2 separate regions of the Mus musculus genome follow, and region 1 is linked to region 2. The links are chromatin contacts, called in public promoter capture Hi-C maps. All regions are on one chromosome and are shown on one strand. The core of a region is the stretch at or near the end of the contact, and the rest is flanking DNA. Distances in the headings are between cores, read along the strand shown. Region 1 has its middle 5.7 kb from the start of Gm34751. Region 2 has its middle 28 kb from the start of Adcy7.

Region 1 (3,370 bases), core at 631-3,130, 130 kb after region 2:
GGTGTTAGATCCTCTGGAACTGGGGATACAGGTGGTTGTGAGCTGCCATGTGGGTGCTGGAAATAAGAGGGTGTGGGGAATAAGACCCCAGTCCTCTGGAAGAGTAGCCAGTGTGCTTAATGACTTAGCCATCTCTCAAACTTCCCGAAGTGTTTGATGTTTGTGTTTGTACAGACCACAGCTATTTACACAGTGTTTGCAGTATAAGTAATCCAGAGATTACTCAAAACCTAAGGGAGGCTATGCATAGGTGCAAGGGACTAGAACTGGGTATCTCCAGGGCACCCAGGAGCTCATCAGCTGTATTCTGTTTGAGGTAATGGTTAAGAGCACAGGTTGAGGTCTCATCTGAGGTCAAAACTCCAGTTCTGCCACTTGCTAAAAGTTGCCTTGGTGCCTCTGTTTCCCCATCTTTGGGAGGAATTTCCCCTACTTTATAGAGTTGGCTAAATGAGAAGCCTTAAGTGAGTTGGTTATGATTTGAATCTGAAGTGATCTCCTGGTCCTGTGTTTTGAGTGATTGCCCAACACCATTCCTCAGAAGTTGGCACACGTTTTAGAAGGTTGTAGAGTCACTGTGAGGCAGCGCTTAGCCGGTGAAGGCAAGCCACTGAGGAGGACCTTTGAGAGGTATAGCTGGGCCCCTGGTTCTGTCTGCTTGCTGTGTCCTAGTGTGCTGGTATGTGAGCAGTCACTGCCACATGCACCTACCACCATAGACAGAGTCACCAGGCCTTCCAACACGATGGATTCCAACTGCAAGCCAAACCACATCTTCCCTCCCTCGAGCCGTACAATGAGTATAGGAAGTGCACAGAGTTAGTTATGACTCTAGTCATAACTCAGTTAGAGGACTGGCAGGCATGAGGAAAAGGCTCACAGTGCCTTCTGCTCTGTCTCTCAGCCCAGTGCTGTTGAGTACCACACATGCCACTTTCTGTGTGTGCAGCTGGTTCTTTGCTGCACACTGTATCCCATGGGATGCATTTGCTTACATTGAAGTTACTAATCCCCGAAACACGAATGACTTGGCCACAGTGCAGCCACAAGCACTCCTTCTGCAGGCCAGTGGAAAGAATTCTCTCCCGGATTAAGGCTTGACACACTTTTTTTTCCCCTTCTCTCTCTTATGTATGTATGTATGTATGTATGTATGTATGTATGTATGTATGTATGTATGTATTATATGTATGAATATTTTATCTGAGTGTATGTATGTTTTAGTTAGGGTATCAGTTGTGAAGAGACACCATGACCATGGCAACACTTATAAAAAGTAAATCATTTAATCGAGGCTGGCTTACAGTTTCAGAGGTTCAGTCCATTATCATCATGGCAGGAAGCATGGCAGCACGCAGGCCTCTGTGCTGCTGGAGAGGTAGCTGAGAGTTCTCCATCTGGCTCTGCAGGCAGCAGGAAAAGCACCTTGAGCCTCCAGGCTTAGTTTGAGCTTCTGAGACCTTGAAGCCCACCCCCCAGTGATGCACTTGCTCCAATAAAGTCACACCTCCCAATACTGCCACTCCGTATGGGTCAATGTGAGCCATTTTATTCAAACCACTGCATGCATCATCTGTGTGCCAGGTACTGGTGAAGTCCCAAGAGGGCTTCAGACTTCCTGGGACTGGAGTTACAGATGACGGTTGTGAGCTGCCATTTGGATTCTGGGAATTGAATATGGGCCCTTCCAAGAACAGCAAGTGCTCTTAACTGCTGAGCTAACTTTCCAATCCTAAGTGTACTTTCTGTAAATGGTGAGATAGTAAATATTGTTGACTTCATGGGCCATACAACTATGCCAACTCCTTAGCTTTGTGGCTGTTCAATGAGGGCAGCCATAGGTCATGTGTGAACAAACATGCATAGCTCGTTCCAATAAAACTTTATTTACAAAAAGAAAAGATTGCACCTGTGTCTTTGGGCCCATGTACTAACTCATAGAGTACCCTGTGTCACTGACTACTTCTCCATCAATCAAAGAGTACTCATGTGGTCTGCTTGTGGTTCCTGAGTGCCTTTCTCCCTGCATCATTGACAGAGGGCAGAGAGCCACAAATGACCCCCGGCAGCCCTTTTCACTCTCTAAATATGACTTTTCTCATCATGAGGCTGGCTGGTTGAGGCATTTCCAAGTGAAATGTAAAGTTCTGTATATTCAGGGCATTTGGACAGTTGTCGCTACACTGGTTTTGTGCCAGGCTCTGTTCTGACGTTGTTGTCCCTTTCAGGGGTCCCAACAATGTGGAGGAACAGGGAAGAGTGAGGCTTACTTACCCTCCCATGGGATGGTGTTCCCCAGGCCACAGGGATGGCGCAGAGCGAAGCCTGTACATGAAGCACATCTGCATTACCAAGTCACATCTGCTTCTTGCCCTTCTACAGGGTGCTAGAGGAGAGCAGAGTTCCTCAGAGAAGGCCCAAGAAGTTGGAGTGAGTGTGGGAGACTGTGGAAAAAGGGAAGGAGCTGATGGCCAGTGTGGCTGGAGGAGGCCTGGGAAGAGTGAGGCGTCTGCGGCCTGACAGCCAGTTCCAGAAGCTCTGATATTGTTGCTCCTGGGAGAAGAGCTTGGACCGAGTTTGGAGGCCCTGTCTGAGGTCAGCAGAAACGAGGACTGTGACTAGAGCCCACAGGACCCTTCTAAATTAATGCTACACCTGGTGTTTAATGGGGGTTGGGGGAAAGCGAATACTTTGGTTAAAAATGAACAGACTAGCCAGGCGTGGTGGCATACGCCTTTAATCCCAGCACTTGGGAGGCAGAGGCAGGCAGATTTCTGAGTTCGAGGCCAGCCTGGTCTACAAAGTGAGTTCCAGGACAGCCAGGGCTACACAGAGAAACCCTGTCTTGAAAAACAAAACAAAACAAAACAAACAAACAAAAAACAAAAAAACACACATTTCCATCAATTAAAAAATTATCGATGCTCAACACCAACCTGTAAGCATGTGATGAATTGTTACCAAAAGACTGTGCCCCAGAAATAGAAGGTAAGGACCGGGACTGCAGCTTAGTGTTGGAGCACTCACTGAGCATGTGCAAGGACAGGATTCCACCCCCAGCATTGGAAAGAGCTACCACCAGTATCCCCGGGAGTTCTTCCTATGTTCCCTCTAAAGACTGACCTCTCTGGCCATCTAACAACACAAACTGGTTCTATCTGGTTGTGAACTTGAACTTTATGGAACTGGAATCATGAAGCGAGCACTCTCTCCTGTTTGTCTTCTTTTCGACATTGTGTGAGATTCCTCTGTCTTATTGGTGGCTTGTAGCTTTACTTTGCTTATTCTCACTACTAAGGAAAGTGTGCTTTTCTGTGTGTGTCTCTCTGTCTCTGTCAGTCTGTCTGTCTCTATCACACACACACACACA
Region 2 (3,409 bases), core at 742-3,241:
GAAGTAGTCCTTACTGTATATTGTACTGGCCGGTGGCAGTTGCTTTGGTAAATCATTGAGGTAAATGCCCTGACACTAAGACACCAGTGGACTTCCATGCAGTGCCCAGAGCTCTCAGCATACCTTAAACACAGACTTTAGAAAGTTGATAGAATGACACTCCTGAGCCAGGGTTTTGGTTTTTTTCTTGTTTTCAAAAAGATTTATTTTATGTATATTAGTATACTGTCACTCTCTTCAGACACACCAGAAGAGGGCATCAGATCCCATTACTTGTGAACCACCATGTGGTTGCTGGGAACTGAATGCAAGAGCAGTCAGTGCGCTTAACCACTGAGCCAACTCTCCAGCCCTTGAACCAAGTTTTCTAAGAAAGTAAAAATCCCCTTTTTTTACCCACAAGATCTTTCTATGTACACTAGGATGACTTTGAACTCTGGTCTTTCTGCCTTGTTTCCTCATGTCAGGATTATAAGTGTGTACCACACCGGCTTCAGGATTACTTTCTTAGCCAAAGTTGTTTTGGGAAGTTTCTTGTCTTTGTTGTTTGTTGTTGTTGTTGTTGTTGTTGTAAGGCCAGGATCTTAAGTAGCCCAGACTAGCTTCAAACATGGTATATATCCAAAGATGATCTTGTATTTTTGGTTCCCTTGGCTGCCCCTCAAATGCTGGGATGCACCACCACATCCCGATAACTTGTTGCTAGTAATCAAAGCCAGGCCCTTGTGCATAGTAGGCAGACACGCCACAGCTGAGCTAAGTCCCCAGCCTGTCTTTTGGTTCTTCTCCTTAAATGTCACAGTGCAGCAGAGTCATCCCGAACAGCACTCCACTCCCTTTGCCATTTTCCACTTTTAAGGAAAGGAGCCTTGCTTTGGGCAACACTGGGGAGGGGGGAAGGCCAATTCTTTGATCATTTTCTACCATCTGCCTGTTAACACTCCACCTTTTAAACCAGGTGGAGTGTCAATCCCAGCACTCGGGAGACGGTGGTGGTGCACGCCTTTAATCCCAGCACTCGGGAGGTAGAGGCAGGCGAATTTCTGAGTTCGAGGCCAGCCTGGTCTACAGAGTGAGTTTCAGGACAGCCAGGACAGCCAGGGCTATACAGAGAAACCCTGTCTCAAAAAAACAAAACAAAACAAAAAAAAGCACTCCACCTTTTGTTGTTTTGTAGCTCTGCCTGTCCCAGAACTCACCATGTAGACCAGGCTGGCTTTGAACTTACATTTCAGGTTTGGGGTAAGGAGGAAGGGCTCCCCACCAGAACAACTGGATCCCAGTTATTTGAAGTAGACAGGGCCAGAGCTGCTGTGTGGTTTTTGAGGCTAAATTGGGGGGAGGGGGCGGGGACCAAAAGCCATCTGGTGGTGAGGAATTCCACAGTCTTCTGGTGCACAACAGTGTTTGAAAGCTGTTCTCCTCAGGCCACATTCTTGAGTCTTGCGGCTTGAGTCTTTGCTGGCATTCCATAGTGAGCCAGTCTGGGTTGACCAGCTTAACTAAGAGATGCAAGATTTTTGGCTTTTAATTGGGAACATTTTGCCTTTTAAGTAAAATGTTTTAAATTCCTTGTTTGTCTAAGAAGACCATTTTAAAACCAAGGAACTAGGGATCTGAAATAACCCACCTGTGTAAAACACACACTCTGTGTGTGTGTGTGTGTGTGTGTGTGTGTGTGTGTGTGTGTGTGTGTGTGTGTGTGTGTGTGTGTCTGTGTCTGTGTCTGTGTCTGTCTGTGTGACTTAATTTCATTTTATATTGTGTGTACATTTAAAGCCTGTAACATTTAAAGCATTTAAAACCTTTTGGAAGTTGTGGGATTCAGAGGAACTGCCCAAAGGATGGATACAAGTAGATGGTGCCTTTTCTTTCTTTTGTTTCTTTTAAAAAATAAAGGATGTATTTTCGTTTTTCTGTGTGAGCTTTGGCTGGTTTCTGTATGTACTGTGCTCATGCAATGCTCACCGCGGCCAGAAGAGGGCATCAGATCCCCTGGACCTGGAGTGACTGCTGTGAGCCATCTATCTTGAGTTAGGAATCCAGGTCCCCTTCAAGAGCTGTAAGCACTCTTAACCGCTGAGGCATCTCTTCAACCCCTAGAAAGATGTCTTAATGTTTAATGTTAACAATAAAAGAGAAGGAGGAGCTGATTAAAAGCTGAAGTGGCCTCTTGAAATGGAATATCCATTTTCAGAAGATTGACCACTCAGTTTCAGCTTCGTACCTCCAGCTTGCACTTAGGGCGCCAGGAATGTGGCTTTTCTTGAGCACTCTTCAAAGGACCGTAAGGGGGTTGCGCCAGGCCTCTCAGATTAAAATCCACTTCAACACCAAGTGCTTCCAAGTACCAGGCTTAACCTCGTCCCCACAGGCGAGGAGACAGGAAAGACCTGTCTGGAGTGAGGCAGAGAGCAAGGGTCTTGGGCCCTGCCAAGAAGGTGCAAAAAAGCATATATTTGGGGAGAAGGGGAAGGTGTTGTGATGCCAAGGCATTCTGAATGTCTCCCCCAACTTCTAGGGGAGCCACTTCCAAAGTGGTGAGCCACTGCCGCCACTTCTCACGTTTTAGGTTTTGAAATTAAGTGTTGACTTCCCAATACCCTTAAGTCTCTACGCCGGGGCCTCCTCTGAGTAATTTTCCTGAGTGCAGTGGTCACAGTCGCTATGACTCCAAATGGCTGTTCTTATCAGCCATTTGTGCAATACAGTGAGTGGGGCAGGGGACGTGGGTGTTGTACCTGGAATCGCATGCTCTGCGGTGAGCTACACCCTCAGTGTTTTTATTTTTCCAGAAGCGTTAGTTTAGCACCTGAGCCTAAACTCCGTGGGTGTGTGAAACCTTGCAAATCAGCCAGCTGCACCAGGTGTTTTGTCACAGTCGCCGGGTCGCCTGAGGCTTCGGGCAGGTGTGCTTGAAGTGCAGGTGTTTGCTTGCCTGAACATCCCCCTCCTCCCCTGAAGCTTGCCTTCACTTGTGCACACCACAGCTCAGCTCAGTTTCCTGGATTTCCCTCTTGGTAAAGTCTTGGCTGGGTGTCTGCCCATCTCGCTTCCTGTGCGCAGGCTGTAAATGTCTGAAAGAGCTCTGCGTTTGTGTTCAGTTGGAAGTTTTGCTGGATATAGAGTTCTGACTGGGAAACGTCTCTCAGAAGCCGAAAGCATCATTTTCAGTGTCTTTAAGAATCCCAGATTGGAAGCAGAGGCAGGCGGATTTCTGACTTCAACGCCAGCCTGGTCTACAAAGTGAGTTCCAGGACAGCCAGGGCTATAAAAAAAAAAAAAAAAAAAAAAAAAAAAAAAAAAAAAGAATCCCAGATTGGCATGATGGTTTTTCCTCTCAGAACTTTTGGGATTTCCTCCTTTCTGCCACGTTCTGAAACATTACTGTATGGACAGAGAGTCTTCT

Evidence for each region. Promoter capture Hi-C pulls out the DNA fragments that hold promoters and counts their contacts.
Region 1: a contact with region 2 is called in a promoter capture Hi-C map of embryonic stem cells, with 5 times the contacts expected there. The contact joins two enhancer-like sites. A contact is called at or near these places in 12 of 39 promoter capture datasets (the C10 cell line, the HPC-7 cell line, embryonic stem cells and 6 more), 6 of 15 datasets of contacts at CTCF or cohesin (the G1E-ER4 cell line, embryonic stem cells, large pre-B cells and 2 more), 36 of 484 Hi-C or Micro-C datasets (the C10 cell line, CD4 T cells, ECoMG myeloid progenitors and 11 more), 9 of 115 datasets of contacts at active chromatin or transcription factors (craniofacial prominence, embryonic stem cells and large pre-B cells) and 3 of 9 other capture datasets (adipose tissue, liver and pancreatic islet).

Annotation. Positions count from the first base shown.
Region 1 is chr8:88,392,956-88,396,325 of GRCm38.p6, forward strand. No RefSeq gene overlaps it. Among named protein-coding and RNA genes, the nearest start is that of Gm34751, 5.7 kb to the left of the region's middle. Within about 2 kb of position 1,881, at least 1 of the 459 cell types and tissues checked has an H3K27ac peak or open chromatin away from gene starts, as enhancers often do.
Region 2 is chr8:88,264,355-88,267,763 of GRCm38.p6, forward strand. No RefSeq gene overlaps it. Among named protein-coding and RNA genes, the nearest start is that of Adcy7, 28 kb to the right of the region's middle. Within about 2 kb of position 1,992, at least 43 of the 459 cell types and tissues checked have an H3K27ac peak or open chromatin away from gene starts, as enhancers often do.